Linked DNA regions of Mus musculus: region 2 is linked to region 1. A link is a contact called in public HiCAR-type data. All regions are on one chromosome and are shown on one strand. Each heading gives the region's core, a stretch centred on a gene start, on an enhancer-like site or on the middle of the called end of the contact. The rest is flanking DNA. Distances are from core to core; before and after follow the strand shown. Region 1 holds the start of Mael (maelstrom spermatogenic transposon silencer). Region 2 overlaps Ildr2 (immunoglobulin-like domain containing receptor 2).

Region 1 (4,122 bases), core at 498-2,997:
AAACACTTTTAAGCAGAGCCATTGCTAGATACTTTACTTCCCATATTTAAATGTAATAAAGTAACCTCAAAATAGCCCGTGGACTATGTCAGCATTCCCTCAAGGCCAATGAAAACATTATTTTTATCAGTAAATACCAGCCAACCACAGCACTCTATGGGAAGGCGAGTATAAGTAGCTATAGCTGAAAGCCATTTGCGCACTCTCTATCATCTTACTTCCCCGAGTCACTACCTACTAAACGCCAGGCTGGTGTGCAGAATAAGAGTATTTAAAGAAAACAGAACAAAATCCTAAAGTCTATAATGTTATTTGTGGTTTTCATTTAAAAGTGAAAATTACAAAAGGTTGTGCCTCCAACTATCACAACTCAAGCACGTACAATATACTTAAGTTTTGTGGAGAATTTTTTCTTCAAATTTTCATTCCCCCCCCCCCCCCCCCCCGTGTGTGTGCTTGGCTGCATGTATGTGTGTCACGTGTGTGTGCGCAGCACCAGTGGAAGCCAGAGGAGGGCATCAGAACCCTTGGGAACTGGAGTTACAGATGGCTGTGAGTCACCATGTGGGTGCACCGACTCAAATCTGGAACTTTTGGAAGAGTAGCCAGAGCTTTTAGCCAGTGAGCCATCACTAGTCCCTTAAGGAGATATGTTTTATAGAAAAATCTGATAAGAGCAATCAAAGCTCACAAGCACAGATCCTCAAAAATCCACCTGACTTAAGACATCAACTTAAAATGTAAATCTACCTACCATATTTACAAATAACTTGCCACAATTTTGAATTTCAATCCAATGTCACAAATTTAAGAATGAAATTTCGGTATGTACAAACAGAAAAGCAGCATAAGGGAGAAGAAAAAGACTTCTTTATTGACCTTGTAGATACTGACTTAGTAGTCTACTATCCCAATACTCTGGAATTTGCTTAACTATTTGGGGGGGGGGGGGGTTCTGTAGGATCTACAAATGTTAACCCAGGTCTTCACGTCTTGTTATTACAATATTTAAAGAACTGTTAACAAGCTTGTTTCTAGGAACCATTTAAATAAAAGCCTACGCTTTTTAAAAATTATTATTACAGCTGTCTAACCGGTAAGAACTGAAAGGCAGTCGGGGAGCCGTTTAGTGCAAACCCTGACCCCCAACCCCAAACCTGCCTTTCCCCTGGGGCTTCTGCACTATCTGGAAACTTCCCGAAGGTTCCTCGGGCTCCACCGTGGCTGGAGTCCAAGGGTGGGCGGGCGAGAGGTGGCTGCCCTTACCTGCTTCTCTGAAGGCCCAGAATCCTTTCCCTGGGCTGCTCTCCACTCTCGAGCCATTTCTGAGTATTTCTCCTTCTCATCCTCCCTCAAGAGCTTGGGGAGAAGAGGGATACAAGAGAGGCGAGCTGTGAGGGTGAGGCGTCCGATCCACACCCCGGTTCTGGAAGGTTCTGTCGGTTGGTCCTGCCCTTGGGCTGTGTCCCCTCCACGGGCTCCCCCCAGGCTGGGTTCCCACCGCGCCCTCCCCGCTGCCCAACTGCCCGCTGCCTCACCGCCCAGTCGGCCGAGCAGTAGGGGATGGCGTCTGCCACGCGGGCCACCGGCAGGCCTCGCCGGCGCAGTTCGGGAATCTTCTCCTGTACGAAGAAATAGTAGGCATTGCGGCTGGCCCTGCGGTTGGGCATGGCGTCGTCGGGCCTCGACGCCCTCCAGAGACGCAGCAAGCAGCCGGCGCCCTTGCCGGGCTCCCGCCCTTAGTAACCGAGCTCGGAGCCTGCGCGCGCTTCAGCCCGGCACTTGGCCAATCAGGGTGCAGCGCGCAGCCGCATTGGGCCCCCTGCTGTGGGGGTGAAAACAGCCTGAAACTGGATTCCACCTCGTGCGTGAGGGGGCGGAGGGGGCGGGAGGGAGGAGGAGCGAGGCGCAGGTGGGGAGAGCACTGTGATTGGCTGACTCGCTTGCCCGGTAGGCGGGGATTGTCACGTGGTAGGCCTGGTACTTTTATTATTATTTTTTCCCTGTACATTGTTGCTTGATGTACCCCGTTAGTAGGAAGAGGACTCGCAGGTGCTTTCGGTTCCTGGGTGTTTCACATTCCCGAACTAGCGAGCTTGTGTAAAGCACTGAGAGGGAAAAGGTGGGGACAGGAGGGTGTTTTCAAGACGACGACAAACAACAACAACAACCACAACATATTTGAAAACTTCTGTTTCACAAAACATCCATGAATAAAGTTTTATAGGCTTTCTTATAAGGTCTGGGTAATTTGGGGAGGGGTCAGTTTTATTAGTAGGTATCATTTTTCGAAGTTATTGTGAAATGCTTTTCTCATCTACTTGGTTACTGCTGACTCAAGGTTGAGCCTGTGTATTTAGTAATAGTGAGTTCTCATACTGGTTCAAACTGTGCTGCTTGATCTTGCCTGGGTTTTCTCATTGCACTTCCCAACTACATTCCTTTGTGTATTCGAGTTACTTAATTTGTGTATAAGTAGAGTTGAAAATTCATTTAAAATTTTTATCTTTTCAGATAACTTGATCATCTTTTCTCTCTGTCACTGACAGATAATCAGCCAGATTAGACCAGATTAAAAGTAGATAATGGCAGGTTTATTTGGAGGCAGCTCTCTGGTGGGTTCATCGGATTTCACAGGTCAAGGTCAGCAAGGTCACATATCCAGGCAAAAACAAGGGTTAGTTTTTTTGTTTGTTTGGTTGGTTGGTTTTTTAATGGGTCTTGGGCATGGGGTGATGACATGTGAGTTAGGAGCTGGTATTTGCCCTTACATGGTCAAAAAGTGAGCCCCTGAGCAGGCACTCATGGGTGGGTTGCTGGAACACTGAGTAGTGAGGTGTTTTTTCTTTGTAGGTGGAGTTGGTGGAAGGGGAATAAACAGGGTTTTCCAGCTTGTGAAGAGACTGAACAGGAGTCCCAGCCTAGCAATGACCTCAGTTTTAATTGTTTGCTAGTAATGTTGCTAAATTTTTCTGGTATTGAACCAGTCAACATTTATAGTATACACTCTTCTTGATCATGAATCGTCGCTGACACTTGAAGTGTTGCTGACACTTTAAAAACGTTTTTCTGTCTTAGTAGATAATGGATTGTTTTTGTGGTGCTTCCTTTAGGGATCAGAGGAAGTTCTGAGTGAGTAGCGTCCCGAAAGAATGTGCTTTTGTTGACGTGGGCAGGACCATGACCCAAAACATACCAGTGAGAAACTGGCAAAGTTGTTACCTATATGGGCCAGGCGCCAGAGAAATGATAAAGCTTTCCTGGAGAGTATGAGAATGAATGTTTATGAATGAATAATTGATTGCTCAGTGCTAGCAATTACTGTGGCCCCCGAGTGGATGTTTACAGTCTGAAACTGCTCACCTGCACAGACCTCCTATGGCGACTCGCTAACTCCCCTTCTTTGGTACCTAATAGATATATTGAGGTTCTAGGTATCAGCAGGTTAGAAGACTCACACCAGATCCCAGCGACACTGTGGGTCTGTGTACATCTGTTCTTTCTTTATTCCATCTCTGCCTGTGGTTAGGGAGGGTTCCAAGACCCAAGTCACACGTGATTGGACAGCTGTTCTTACTAAATATTGGTATCAGGGTTGTTACTGCCTCATAAAATGAATGCCCCTTTTCCCATAGGATTGAGTAAGAGACGAGAATTAATGCGTCTTTGGAAAGTTGGTACATTTTTTTGTTTGTTTGTTTAAGCTCTGATACTGACAACCCTTGGAGGGCAGAAGGGGGGGAGCTGAACCTTCTTGGTATCTGGCATGAATTGTCTTTGCAGTTTTCTTCAGCCATTTCTTTTAGAAACCTATCTTACATTTGAGACTGCAAGTGTACTGGTATAAGATCTGATGAGGAGATAAGGCTACTGAAAGTTCAATGAATATGGATGAGACAACATCTTGACAGGCCCTTCTTACACTTAGCTGCTTGACTCAGCAATTCCAGTCTGGAGAAATGGACTTGCATGAAACGAAGGCTTCTAGATGAATTTATAACAGCTCTGTTCATAAACAGACCCACAAGGAATGGCCCAAAGCCATCAACAGTTGAATTAGTAAATTGTGGTATATAATATGGTAGACAACTGGGGAATTCGAAGAGGTGAGTTAATCTGGAT
Region 2 (4,338 bases), core at 1,609-4,108, 44 kb after region 1:
ATGAAACAATGAGGAGCTGGGCAGGCCCCTGCCTCTGCCTGCCTCAGGATAGACAGCTGCTCTCTCTCTCTCTCTCTCTGCAAAACTTCTAGCCCTGCTGTTGGAGGGAGGCAGTCCACCCCCACTGGGGCTACAGAGGGAAGAAGAAGCCCTTTCCCGAAGGAAACCAGGCAGTTGTTTCCAAATGAAGAGGAAAGGAATGCCAGGCAGGCAAAAACACACACTGTTAACATTTTGTGGAATTCGTCATCAGTTTCTGCTTCGTTATGGGCCAAATGTAGTGCTAACTGAGGAGGCCAGAAATAGGTGTGCTCTCAGCAGGTCCCCACGAGTAGGCACCAATTTGGGATTGATTCTTTCCCATAAATACAATGCTGTAGAATTACCTTTGTCTTCCTGTCATTTTTCTATTTTTTTCCTCCATCTCCTCCTGCGACTTACCCAAGAGTACTGCGTAGATTACCTAGGCAAGTAAAAGAATGGGCGGGCATGGACCTCTCTCTCTCTCTCTCTCTCTCTCTCCTTAATTCAAGCTATTCACAGTCCTGTGTCTGGTAGAAAATAAATGTCTCTGCTCACTAGTGTTTTTAAAAGCCATTAAGAACCGATTAACTAATCAATGGATTTGAGGGAGGGGATATCTCCCAGGAGGTGACTCCAGGGCTACTTAATGGAAGTATTTCCTAAGATTGTGTGGAAATGCCCTGGCACCCATCCCTGCTTCCCTGCAGTTCCAGTTTGAATCCTGTCCCACATCCCAGTGATTTCAGTTCAGGCTGTTCAGAGAGGCTACTTGTTGCCAAGACTCCCCCTCCCCCTCATCTCCCTCTTTGCCAGCCATAGCCTGGTGCTGCTAACCAGGGAGATTTGCCCATTAGAAGGGCCTCAGCTCCCAGAGTTCCCATGGCAACAGCCTCCTTGGAGGTCTTTTGTTGCCTGCTAAAACTTTGATCTCAGAGAGTGGCTGCTGCTGTTTCTCTCTGGAAGATTTACAAACAGAGGGAGAACGGTAAAAGAATTGGGGAAGAAAAAAGAAGTTTACTCCTGGCAGAAGGGAGAGGTGGGGGAAAGGAATTATCAGAGCCACACTCTGGCCCCAAGTCCAGAGAGAGAACCTTCCTTCCGAACTTCCTAATTCTGCATTCCTCTCCCCACATTTCATTTGCAGACTTGACCATGCTTCAGGCTTGGGCTCATCCCTGGTAGGGTGGAAGCATCCTACTTTAGCACACACCAGCACCTTCAGAATTCTAGATGGCTTGAGATAATTCCAAAGACTCCCATGAACAGAGGGGCAAAATGAGGGGTGGGCTGTTCTGGGCAATGCTCTCATGTCTCTTCTCCAGCCTCTTTGTCCTATCCCTGGCCTGGTCTGCCCTAAAATTTACTCAGACGCCCTTGCTGTTTTTATGAAGAATGAGAAAATGTATTGAAAGGAGAGAGGAGAGCCAGAGGAGTTACCCAGGCATCTAACTCCTCTTAGAAACTGTAGCTAGGAGAAGAGGCAGAGAGTCCCTCCAAGATATGGAGCCAAACCTTTGATGTTCTGGGCAAGCTTCTCTTAGTTTCAGGAACTCATTGCATAATCCTAATCTTGCTCACTGATAGACACCACAGAGCAGGTCAGTATTGCTTCAATTCAGATTTATATTTAAATTGTGATAAAAAAAATTTCATGAGTATTTTTAGCTGTACTGGGATCCCACACAATGAAGACACAAAATACATAAATGACTTCATTGTGTCCCTGTTAAAACTTTGTGTCCTTTATGAAGATAAAAGTTGTGGTTTGGTGGCGATGAAAGAACAGTTAAAAAAAAAAAAAGGATTAAAGCTGTGCTTGGATAATAAGTATCTGTGTCACAGGTTCTCAGTAGAGGGGTGCTTGCTCTGCAGGAGACATTTGGCAGTGTTTGGATGCCTGTTTTGCTTGTCACGCTGGCCAAGAGTTATGAACCCAGTGAAGAGAGGCTGGGAAGGCTTTGGAGCCTCCTACAATACAGACTAGTTCACGATACTCATGCTCTGACTTTACACATCCCAGATGCCAAGTGTAAGGAAGTCCACTTGGATACTGCACATGGTCCAGTGTGAGCATGGCATAGAGGCTTGGGGCCAGACAGCCCTTGGTATACTAATACGAGCTTAGTTTCCCCAATCTGTAGGAGAGAGGGGTCTTAAAAGTCATCCCAAAGGCTGGTTGTTAAGAAAAAAATCCAGTAGCTATTAGTTCCTTCTCTTACCTCTTGCCACTCTCCACATGCCCCCACCAGTGTGTCATCTCTAATCTGAGGGAACCCTCTTTAAGGAAATCTATGTTGAAGTATTCCTGCTAAACGGTTGGTTTTTTCTTAAGCAGATTTAATGAGTCTCTTGTGAATTGACCGCTAAGAATAGACTCACATTTTCTCATTGACGTCCCAGCCCCCTTTGAAATCATCCTGATGGTGATAAACTTGGGGTTTATCTGACCCAACACACTTTGTTATCTTTGGGTTGTCTCATTTTGGCACCCCGTTTTCTGAGGCATTAGGATGTACAGCTCCCTTCAACTACATCAATCAAGCACTGCAGCCCAGGGAAAGAAGGTGCCTTCATGGAATGGTAGCTGGTTGGAAAATATACCCAAAGACTTCTGACCTGACACAGCTTTGCATTGCCCTGCGTCGCTTAAAAACCAAATGAGGCCTGGCAGACGCTCTTCATGAGTGCCCAGTCCCTCAGCCACCCCAGCCAAGGCTGGCCCCAAGCCTGCTCTACCCTCCCTCCTCACAAGCAGCCCAGCTCACTGTTTTTGCCTCACTTGTTGCCCATCCCTGTGGGAGGAACACGGCCTTCAATTAGCGTGCATTCCTGACCACCTCGGTTGCCGTGGTTACCCCGGGAGGTGCTGGAGCAGCTGGGTCAACCCGCGCGCTCTTTGTAGTCTTCTGAGCCCTTGCGTGGGGGAGGGGACACAGGGCCAGCGCTGGAGTGGGTGGTACCGGGAAATCGGCTCAGTCCCCCAAGGAAAGAATGGCAGTCCGTCAAAGCGGGTCAGGAGACAGTTCCATTTTCTCCAAAGCCAGCTGCCTCTATTCAATGCATGCAGGTTTGGTTCACACGGGGACAGCGCCTCGGATTTTGTTGAATTGGCTTCCCAGAGAGGGCTCTGGGAAAGGGTCCATCATGGAAGCCCTTTATACCCCAAGAGCGCTTCGCCACCAAGGAAAGGGCAGGAACTCTGGCCTGAATGACCTTATAGCAGTGTACCCTCAGTGCCTGTCTGAGACCTCAGGGCTTTTTTGGTTAAGGAAAGTAGTGGTCCCTGAATATTGGATCAAGTCTAGTGGATATCATTGTGCAAATCTGTTTCACCCAGCACAATAAAGTGCAAGAAACCACACTGATCCCCACAAACTCAATTTCCTCCTTCAGTGGTGTCCCGCCATCCTCATCGAATTTTGAGTCAGTCTAGCTCTCTTCTATATTCCATCATCTCAGACCAAGTCAAGCATGTTATATTACTAATGATATTTTCCATCCATTCACTGTTTTGGGGGCCGGAGGTTGGATCACTAGAGCACTTTGCACAGGCCAAGTACCTTTGCAACCATTATTATTGTTTGTTAGTTTCTGTCCGTATGTCTTTTAATTAGATCACACGGTGTCACGATGTATCCCAGTAATCATTTTTCTAGTTGCAATTGCAAGACGTGTTGCGATTTTTTTCAACAATCTCATCCAACATTTTGTACATCCAGAAATTATAGTTTCATTATGTAAGCAGAGGAGTTCCACAAGCACAGGCTGATTTCAGCCATTCAGTGCAAATACCAGGAGATTAAGAGGCACCATGACATCATGGGGATGGGGGTGGATGTTTGGGTGGGGGGCAGGGAGGACAGCTGGAGTCAGTAGACCCCAGTTCTATTCCTCGATTGCTTTTTAGGCAGTTATACAACTTTCCTTAAGATTCTTAATCTCTCTGGTTTTCTGAAGACATCGGATGGAGGCTGTGGTAACCTTTGTGGTCCTTTGGAGCCATAAAATATGATTTAAAAATGTGTAAATAAAAGAAGTCAAGGCCTTTGACCAAACATACAACCCACTGCCAAAGACCTGGAAGCCTTTATTAACAGTTAATTGCAGAGGGTCCAATAGTAGTCACTATATAGAGAGAATTCACTGTCAGGGTGATTCTCCTCTAAGTCTATAATTTAAAGTGAACTAAAATATAAAAGACACAAAAGGAAAAAAATAAACACAAGAAATGCTTAAATACATAGTTTATAAATATATGTGAAGGAAAAGGAAGCTCTATCCACATTTGTGACAGATAGTCATAAACTATATTTA

What was found. HiCAR-type assays count read pairs that join an accessible place to other places.
Region 2: a HiCAR-type map of astrocytes shows a contact between it and region 1, with 4 times the contacts expected there. The contact joins the enhancer-like site here to the promoter of Mael in region 1. A contact is called at or near these places in 7 of 39 promoter capture datasets (the 3T3-L1 cell line, 3T3-L1-derived adipocytes, the SN4741 cell line and 3 more), 3 of 484 Hi-C or Micro-C datasets (differentiating embryonic stem cells, embryonic stem cells and forebrain), 3 of 115 datasets of contacts at active chromatin or transcription factors (astrocytes, embryonic stem cells and stem cell-derived neural progenitor cells) and 3 of 9 other capture datasets (adipose tissue, liver and pancreatic islet).

The regions. Positions count from the first base shown.
Region 1 is chr1:166,236,997-166,241,118 of GRCm38.p6, forward strand. It overlaps Mael (maelstrom spermatogenic transposon silencer), which reads right to left and starts at 1,748. Exons shown (of 12, transcript NM_175296.4): 1 at 1,539-1,748; 2 at 1,267-1,359. The coding sequence starts at 1,670.
Region 2 is chr1:166,279,938-166,284,275 of GRCm38.p6, forward strand. All of the region lies in intron 3 of Ildr2 (immunoglobulin-like domain containing receptor 2), which reads left to right. Among named protein-coding and RNA genes, the nearest start is that of Ildr2, 28 kb to the left of the region's middle. Within about 2 kb of position 2,859, at least 121 of the 459 cell types and tissues checked have an H3K27ac peak or open chromatin away from gene starts, as enhancers often do. A contact at or near this core is called in adipose tissue, astrocytes, differentiating embryonic stem cells and 5 more, where this site is marked.